Linked DNA regions of Sus scrofa: region 2 is linked to region 1. A link is a contact called in public HiChIP or PLAC-seq data. All regions are on one chromosome and are shown on one strand. The core of a region is the stretch at or near the end of the contact, and the rest is flanking DNA. Distances in the headings are between cores, read along the strand shown. Region 1 overlaps LOC110255736. Region 2 overlaps LOC110255736.

What was found. HiChIP or PLAC-seq counts read pairs in DNA pulled down with a chosen protein or histone mark.
Region 2: an H3K27ac HiChIP or PLAC-seq map of skeletal muscle shows a contact between it and region 1, with 3 times the contacts expected there. The contact joins two enhancer-like sites. A contact is called at or near these places in 1 of 47 Hi-C or Micro-C datasets (liver) and 1 of 2 datasets of contacts at active chromatin or transcription factors (skeletal muscle).

Annotation. Positions count from the first base shown.
Region 1 is chr10:11,136,414-11,141,126 of Sscrofa11.1, forward strand. All of the region lies in intron 5 of LOC110255736, which reads right to left. Among named protein-coding and RNA genes, the nearest start is that of TRNAT-UGU, 170 kb to the right of the region's middle. Within about 2 kb of position 2,313, at least 1 of the 83 cell types and tissues checked has an H3K27ac peak or open chromatin away from gene starts, as enhancers often do. A contact at or near this core is called in skeletal muscle, where this site is marked.
Region 2 is chr10:11,300,929-11,305,641 of Sscrofa11.1, forward strand. All of the region lies in intron 2 of LOC110255736, which reads right to left. Among named protein-coding and RNA genes, the nearest start is that of TRNAT-UGU, 10 kb to the right of the region's middle. Within about 2 kb of position 2,438, at least 27 of the 83 cell types and tissues checked have an H3K27ac peak or open chromatin away from gene starts, as enhancers often do. A contact at or near this core is called in skeletal muscle, where this site is marked.

The DNA.
Region 1 (4,713 bases), core at 1,063-3,562:
CCTTTAGCAGCTACGGCTGCAAGCCTCATCACTAACTGGGTCCAGATCTGTCCCACTTTCCCAAATGCCCCATAAACATACAAACCAGGGGAGCCCACTGAATAGCTTTGATATTAGTTTACAACCTTTCTTCCCAAACCCAGGGTTTTCCCAAGGTCCCCTTTATCCGTATATGATACGCGCACACCCCCAGGCACCTCATCGTGGAACCGTGGCGCCCTCTCTGACCCGACCCCCGCCTCTCCCATCCCGCAGACCGTCAGCTCCTACGTACTCGTCTCTACCCAAGAGCGGACGGGCCTCTCCTGCTCTTTGCACTCCCATCTCGGCTTCGGGCTCTCACCACTGAGCCCTGGAGGACCGCAGAAGCTTTCTACCTAGCATTGTTTCTAAGGGGCTCTGTTCCCCCCCGCCCCTCTTGCAACACACATCATCCTGCCCTTCCCAATGTTGTAAGACTCGTCTTCCCAAAGCCCAGTTTCAGTTGCGTCCGGCTCTCCGTCACGGCGATCGGCAGCTCCTCGATGCCTTTGTCAAAAATGTTACACGTCCTCTCCTTTGAGTCATCATTTTTTAAAAAGATGGTGCAACAGAGATTTCTAATTTTTTCACCACTCTTCCTCTACACCTTTTAGGGAAGCTTATTCCTTGCCCCAAATGTCTCTACTCATTCCGTATTTTTCCTCTATCATGCTCTCCTTCATATTGTTTTCTCTCCCTAGGTTATGCCTTTTGCCTCGTGTTCAAAATGTACTACTTGCAAGAATTCAATTGACTGACACACTCCCTCTAGGAAGCCTCCTCCAACTGCCCTCGAATGATCTTGGCTTCCATCCCTCTTCTGAACACACCTAGCATTTCACCTCTACCTTTGCTGTGACTCTTGTCACAGGCAACCCTGGTGCTCTGGCTTGTTGTGTGCATCCCTTCTCTCCCCCACTAAATTATAAGCCACTTGCAAGGCAGCATTTCTGTTCAATTAACTTTGGAACCATGGAAGATGGCAGTATTTTTTTTTCAAGTTATTTACTCCCTACCCTTCCCTGTAAGAGGAATTTATACCTTGAGCATTACCATAGAACTTGCGATGTTCCCTAGAAGAAGGAGCAGTGTATTATCCTGTTCCATTGATGGTGAACTTGGGCAAGCGATTGCTTTAGGAGACGGAATATAACCAAACGTGAGCTACACTGCATGCAAGCTGTAAAACACCTCGTGAACTTTTCCCAGCTCTCTTGCTTATCCCTTCTGCCGAAAGGATGCCTAATAAAGCCTACTCCTTGGAACTGGGTCATGGAATGAGGGGGTATACAGAGCACCAGCACAGAAGCCAGCCTGCTGCTGCTGACAACATAACAGGAGTGAGAAATGAGTGTTGTTGTAAGCCACTGAGATGAGTACTAAAGCGTACTAACTAAATACCAGCATAGGAGTTCCCTGGGAGTGCAGCTGGTGAAGGACCTGGCATGGTCACTGTTGTGGCTTGGGTCACTGCTGTGGCGTGAGCTCAATCCCTGGCCTGGGAACTTTTGCGTGCAGCAGGTGCAGCCAAAAGCATAATAAGTACGTACATAAATATACACATACATACATACATACCAACATAGCACCTAGCCCAGGGTCTATCACAGGAAGAACTTTATGAACTATATGTTTAGTAAAGATCATAGCCTGTTAATAGCCATTTATTAAAGGTTCCTGAAAACCACTATCATTGGAACAATTTTGTAGCCTCGAGAAAATAACAGAACTGTAAGTGAGATGAGATATCTATATATATATATACACATACACACACACACACGTGTGAATGTATATATACATACACGTGTGTGAATGTATATATACATATACACGTGTGTGAATGTATATGTGTATATATATATACACGTATGTGAATGTGTGTATATATATATATACACACACACACATATGTGAATGTTTGTGTATATATATATGTGTGTATATATATATATATATACTTTCTCTCCCTCTCTCTACACATACATACTTATATATTTAAAATACCATAAGCCATTAAGTCAATCTTCCTAGCTCCCATATTTCTCACAGTAACAGATTCTAAAATAAATGTTTACAACCAAAACAGATCGGACTACTAGCATTTCCCTAAGTCAGTAGTTCACTAGTCATATCCACGACTAAGCTCATAAACTAAGTTATAAAAAAGTGCCCAAATAGCCAGGACTCAAGAAATCAGTTAGCACAAGGGCTGGCCCTATACTGTTCCAGGGACATAGGACGAAGAATAAGGGTCAGTGGCTCTCCTGTTTACCTCACCGCTCTCAACAAGGACATACACACACACACCCAAACATTTCTGCTCACAGCTGTTTTAGTTGTTGGACTTCTGAAGAGGGCTAATTTGAACCTGGGTTTTTTTGGCCAGAACATATTTGGCAAAGGGGAGACCAAGAGTGTTGAAGCAAATGACCTATTTGTACAGAGCCAAGTAGAGGAGAACCAGAGCTGGAATCTAAGCCCAACCAACTGGTGTCTCTCTCCTACTGATGGTCAGAGAGAGGGAGAAGGAGCCGGAGGGGGAAAGAGAGGTGATGGAGAGGGACAGAGCGAGAATAAGGAAGCCACTGGTCCTGGAATTATGTGGCTTTTAGGCTTTTATTGGCTCTTTTCGATTTTTTTTTTTTTTTGGTCTTTTTAGGGCCCCACCTGCAGCATATGGAAGTTCCCATGCTGGGGGTGGAATGAGAGCTGCATCTGCTGGCCTTCGCCACAGCCACAGCCACACCAGATCCTTAACCCACTGAGCGAGGCCAGGGATCAAACTCACATCCTCAGGGATGCTAGTCAGGTTCTTAACCCAGTGAGCCACGATGGGAACCTCCCCATTTCATTGCATACCAGTCTTAATAAAAGGGAAAAACTACAGAAAATGAGTGAGTAAACAAAGAAAGCTCCACAGCACACAGAGACTCTTCATTTCAGAAGGCTGACCCACCAGTCATAAGCTAGAAAACTACTTGTTAAAATGAATATAGTTCCTGGGAAACAGAATGCGATTTTTATTATGATTCATATGTTTTGCTGTGGACAAACCATACACGCTACGTCTGATAAGAAACACGAAGGCGGTAGAGAAATCTTTGCTTTTTTAAAAAACAATCCCTCAAAAGAAGAGCAGGGGTGGGTCAAGAAGGATTTCTCCATCCTAAAGAGAGAGAGAAAATGAAAAGCAGATAATAGATGACATTAAAAACCCAAGGAGAAATGCTCGATGCTATTTTTAGTCTCCATTTTGATACCATATTTTGAAAGGTCAAGGAGTATGCATCATTTATGATGTGAAGGTGAAAAACTAAATTGGACATTGGACTTGGGAGGAAGAAGTACAAGACTGGTTTTTTTTTTTTTATGGTGTGTTCAAGTCAGCAAAGAACCATGACATGCATTTTGGGGTGAGCCAGCTGCTTCAAAACAGGCAGCAAAAGCCACTTCTTTAAAAGAGGTAGAGAAGAACAGACAACCGAGAGATGACATCAGTTACGGATGTAAATGATAACTATTAATTGGAAAAATGGCAGGAAAAGCATCAACATAATTAGAATGATTTTGTCAGGAATAAATTATCAGACACCCGTCAATTCCTTCTAGAAAGAATGGCAGGAATTCTAAATGGGGGTGGATTGTATGTGGACTTCAAAAGCTTTTTTATTGAAAAGAGGACTCGGATGCCTTCTACAATATTCATAGACCTTCCTTTGGCTGAAGAATACGTATGGTTTCAACATGTGAGCTTTCTATGCAAGAACCGGTAATTTAAAAGAGAAAAAAAGTATGTTCTCATTGATTTCCCCCGGATTCACGGAGGGACGACAGACACACAAAAACTGTGTGTATTCAAGGCGTTTCACATGATGTTCTGATACATGCGTGCATTGTGCCCAACTGGCTTCACTGTCAGTCGGCCAGGCTATGCAGGTGCAGTGAGATCAAGGTCAGAAACAGCATCTCTTTGCAGTAGGTACCAGCACGTCAGAGAGCCTGAGCAGGGACGTGGCACGGCTTTCCTCCCTGAGAAGGCATGACTTCACATTATCACATTATTCACAACTGAATCAAAGGAGAAAACGCAGCGCTATGGGGCTGGTGAAACGAGTGCCAATTATATCAGGATATTTCAGAGAATGAAATAGAAGTGAAGATATAGGAAGGTACTGGGAAAAAAAGAAAACGGGACTCAGCAACGGAAAAGCACATAAAACAACCACAGCACTGAAGGAATTCTTGTGAGGCAGACACCGTTGTCCTGTCACCTCGGTCAAGGACAGAAGGTCTCCAGGTGCCTCGTCCTATCCCACCTCCTCTCTGATCAAGGAAATCATTCCCACTGGCATGGTACCACCTCTTTGAATTGCTTGATCTGCCCATGTGTATTAGTCTCCTAGGACTGTCCTAATTCATTATGTCACCTGAAAACAACACAAGTTTGCTCCCTCACAGCTCTGGAGACCAGAAGTCTAAAATCGGGGTGTTGGCAGAGCTGATGTCTTCAGAAATCTCTGGGGGGGATTGATACCCGCCCTCCCTTCTGCCTCGGTGGCTCCTGGCATCCTGGGTGCTCCCTGGCTTGTGGCTTCCCTCCCATCTTGGCCTCTGTCTTCACACTGGCTTTTCTAGAATCTCTCTCTCTTTTCTACGATTAGAACACCAGTCATGGATATAGGGCCCACT
Region 2 (4,713 bases), core at 1,188-3,687, 160 kb after region 1:
CCAAGGCATTCAGAAGTTCCCAGGTCAAGGATCATACCCACGCCACAGTGGTGATCCTCGTGACGGCAGTGACAACGCTGGATCCTTAACCCACTGAGCCACCAGGGAACTCCCCAGGGCAGAAGAGATACTTTTGGCAGAAAAGATACTTAAATAAGCATGTGTTGATTGAGGCATAAACCAACAGTACGACACACTGGGAAGAGTTCAGATCTGAGCTTAAAATACAATCACACCGTTTTCAAGCTGCATGATGAGCGAGACAAGGTCATCCTTGAAGAGATGGCTAAGTCACGGCTAGTTACTGCTTCTGGGCAGAGTGGTAGTGAGTAACAAGTGAGATAAATGTATATAATGCACCTAAGACGCAGGGTGCCCTCTCCAATGTCAGGTCCCTGGCCCAGCCACCCTCCCTGAAACTGACAACCTAGAATGACCTGGGAGGGGACAGGCAAGGCTGGAAAACACACTTCACCTTCCAAAGCTTGATTGTCCTGCTCCAGGAGATGAGGTGCTCTTTGACTCTAAGGAGGGGGGGGATGGGAATTGAGGTCTGGGAGATGACCAGATGCCAGCAAGTTCAAGATCAGAGTTATTTCAAGAACCATTTGCATCCCAAAGGTTGGACCTCGGCGGGGAGCTGGAGATGATCCACCAGTTTGTCACATTGGCAGGAAGGGGAATGTCAAGCCCTAAAAAGTCACTGGCCCAGACAGCCCTAGTTTCAGAGCCCAGTGGTGAGGGCACTGGCCTGTCCTGACCACCTGGCCTTCCCCCTGACTGGGGGACAACGGGGACCGGCCCAGGCCGGAGGCTCACAGGCCACTTCCGTGTTGACAAATGTCTTAAACTGGCCATGAGGACAGCCACCCTGTGGCACCCAATGAGCCCATGCTGTTTATAACATGAGGTACGACTCTGGACAAAAATAAAGCCCTGATCTGCCTGGAGAACAGGTGTGTGTCTGCCTTTCCTTTGAAGCACCATTGATGACCCAACAAGAAGGCGCTGCATAGCCTTTAAGGAGCAGCTTCTAGACACTTTCTAATCCGAGACAAAGGAGCACCTCTGCTGCTCCCAGGGGGCTGCTGCATCTCCCACCCCCCTGCTCCATCAGAGGTGAGAGGTAATACACCCCCCCATCTCTACCATACCCCCCACCCCCGCCCAGAACTTGCCAGTGATTCATCTTCGTTTCCTAGGATGAAACAACCTTGCAGGTGCCCTGAACACTAACTGAGGAAGCTGGTGTCCCTAAGGTGCCACCCTGCCCTGCCCCTCCATCCAGGAGCCAGCAGTACCTGGAGGAAAACGGCGGAAGAGCAGAGAGTGGATGGTAAAAGTTTACAAAGCTCGGGAGGGACCAGGGCTGGGCTGACCCAAGCAAAACGAAAGGACTGGTGGGACTGGCGGGGCGCACCTCCATCCGAGGCCCCTCCTCTGGGCGGAACTCCCCCTCTGCCGTCTGGCCGCTGGATCTGCAATCCTCTGGGGTTCTGATTGGTGCGCATTCATTCAGAGATGTTCAGCCCCTCTGGCAAACACCCTGCCCTTTGCATCCATATTTTACAGGTGAGCGCAGAGCGCTAAGGCTTTGGTGGAAGGTCATTTCCAAGGTCAAAGGGCTAGCTCGTGGCAGAGCTGGAAAACAGGACTGTTGGGCCTGAAGCCACCCTTTTACCCCTGTACCTCCCTTTCTAAACCCACCTGGGAGGCACTTTGCAGTAGAGTCTACAGAGTGTGGAGAAGAGTGGCGAGAGGATTGTGAACTTGCCTGAGGGCCAGGAAATCCAAAAATCCCCTTGCAGTGGCGTTAGAGGCCGGGGCGGGGGGGGGGGGGGGGGGGGGGTGCCGGCGGAGGGTCTGGGGAGTAGTCTGGCCCCATCACCATGACAACATGCAACCCGACTTCCTCTCTTGGTGTGATCGTCACTCTGCTCACCCTCTAACAAGGACCCCGGCGAGGAAAGCCATCCCTATTCTAACTGGTGAAACACTGAGGCTCAGAGACGTGGCGAGGTGCGGGGAAGAGCCAACAGACGATGGGAACGGTCTTTGCAGGACAACTGCGCATTTATGAAACCGTCACGGCAGAAGAACATCCGTGCCAGATCCCGGGCCCATGGCTGGGCCCAGCTGCCTCCCATTCTCTCCTGAGGCCAGGCCTGCTGCGAGGTTTCATTACATTGCGTGTTTTTATCATTTGATATCTGTAGCCAGATGCCTGTAGGCAATAAATGCCCTTCTCCATCAGTTGAAGCAAAAAAATGTACCTGCCATGGCTGTATTTGCTTCACTGGGCCGCTGACTTATTTTAAGAACTAAATCTTGCCTGTTACTATATTTTTCACTCTGGGGTGCGTGTGCTCCAGGACCGACAGTGATAACTTACACCCAAGGCAGAGCTTCCTCTCGCGCGAGAACGTAGCGCCACCTAGTGTCCACTTGCTCCACCGCAACCAAAAGAAATAACAGCGGTAACCTTGACAAAGTTTGCGCTCTCAAGAACTTCTTACACGCATTTTTCTCTTCTCACATAACGGAGCTTGCCTGCAGCAGTATATTCGTCTTATTTTTAAGATAAATAAGTTAAGACACGAGGCTCCAGCAAGAAAGCTGAGTAAGTTTTCCACTTGCCAACCCGGGGGGAGGGGGGGGTCATACTTTCCAACTTGGGTGGCTGTCATTTATAAACGATGAGCTCATGAGAGACGAGGGCTCATGCAACGCCCAGGTGCCCAGAACACCACCGCGCAGGAAGGCAGCCCTCCCGCGGGACCTGATGCAATCGTCTTGGCTTTATTTAGCCTTTCGTACCAGCGTCTCTACGCTCTCGGGGCAGGCTTATCCTCACAGCACCCTTAAGGGGTATAGATCTCAGTGTGGGGGGTTTCCGTTGTGCTAACAAAACCAGTATCCATGAGAATGCAGGTTCAATCCCCGCCCTCCCTCCGTGGGTTAAGGATCCAGCTCCTGCGTGAGCTGTGGTGTAGGTCGCAGGGGGGAATCTCAGGGTTATTAGTATTTTGTTTTAGGGCCGCACCTGCGGCATAGGGAGGTTCCCAGGCTAGGGGTCAGATCAGAACTGCAGCTGCCTGCCTACACCCCACCACAGCAACGTGGGATCCTTAACCCACTGAGTGGGGCCAGGGATCAAACCCACATCCTTGCAGATACTCGTCGGGTTCGTTACCCCACGAGCCACAATGGGAACTCCATCAGCGTTATTAGATGCAGGTTCCCACAAGAACTCACTTCCTCTGCAGCAGTGAGGGTAGATGTGGGACTGCCCACAGCCCCCTAAACTCAGTGCCTCTTTGCCAGTGCAAGAACCAAATCCATCACCCCAACACCATCCAACAGTTCTGACCTTCAAGCTCCTAATTCTTTTCAGATATCCAGAGTAGGGTCTCTCCATCTTGGTACCACTGGGTTGAATGGGCTGGGGGGGCTCCGTCCTGTACACTAGGAATGGTCAGCAGCGAACCTGGTCTCTACCCACTAGGTGGCAGTAGCGTCCCTCTCCCCATGAAGACGATCGGAATAGCTCCAGGCCCCGCCAAATGTTCCCTGGGGGTCCAAACCCAGCACTGGTTGAGACCCACTCTTCTAGAAGGCAGGTACACAGAAATGTAAAAATAAAAATACTACTAGTGATAACAACTACTGCTCCTGCTACCATTTAAAAGGCACGAATCAGGAGTTCCACTGGGGCACAATGAGTTAAGATCTGACTACAGCGGCTCGGGTCACTGCAGAGGTACAGGTGTGACCCTTGGCCAGGGCAGTGGGTTAAAGGATCCCACTTTAACTTTGTAAGTTGTAACTGCGGTTCGGATTCAGTCCCTGTCCCGGGAACATGCACATGCCATGGGTGCAGCCATACACTAAAATAAAATAGACACGAAAATAAAATAGAATAAAAGGCAAAAATTACATGCTACGAGCCCTATGAGTTTATCTTATGTAATCTTCACAACCAAGAAACCAGTCTGCGTTGACTCTCTAAGGAAAGAAACACTTTCATTACAGATAAAATGAGGCTCAGAGATGTTAGGTAACAGGCCAAGGTCACATAGCCGGTAGTGGCAAAGTCACCATTTAAAACCAGGCTCCTGTGACTCCAAAACCTAGCTCTTCACCACCTCCAGATCCTGGGGCCATAGATCACCAACGTTTCTGGAACAGTCTTGCTTCTTCACAGCCCTTCTAGAATATGCTAGCGCTATTCAAATAATACATCCAGATTTCAGCTTAAAGACATAAACACTGTAGCTCCTCTCTGTAAAAGGATCAATACAGGGAGCTCCCCTCGTGGCTCAGTGGTAATGAACCCGACTAGTATCCATGAGGACGCAGGTTCGACTCCTGGCCTCGGTCATGGGTTAAGGATCCAGCAGACACAGCTTGGACCTGGTGCTGTGGCTGTGACATAGGCTGGCAGCTGCAGCTCCAATTCAGCCTCTAGCCTGGGAACTTCCATATGCCACCAAAACGGCCCTAAAAAGACTGAATTTAAAAAAAAAGAAAAAGAAAGAAAAAAAAAATCAATCCAAAGTGTTAGGGCAGAGATTTTGCTCCAGGGAAGAGCCTGGGTCTGAGTTCAGTGGCCAATAATTGACTGTATGGCCTTTATTTGGGGTCAGTTATTTAAGCTCTCAAAGATAGTTTATTCATCTGCAAGATAAAGAGAATGAGTTAGATGAGGTTTTC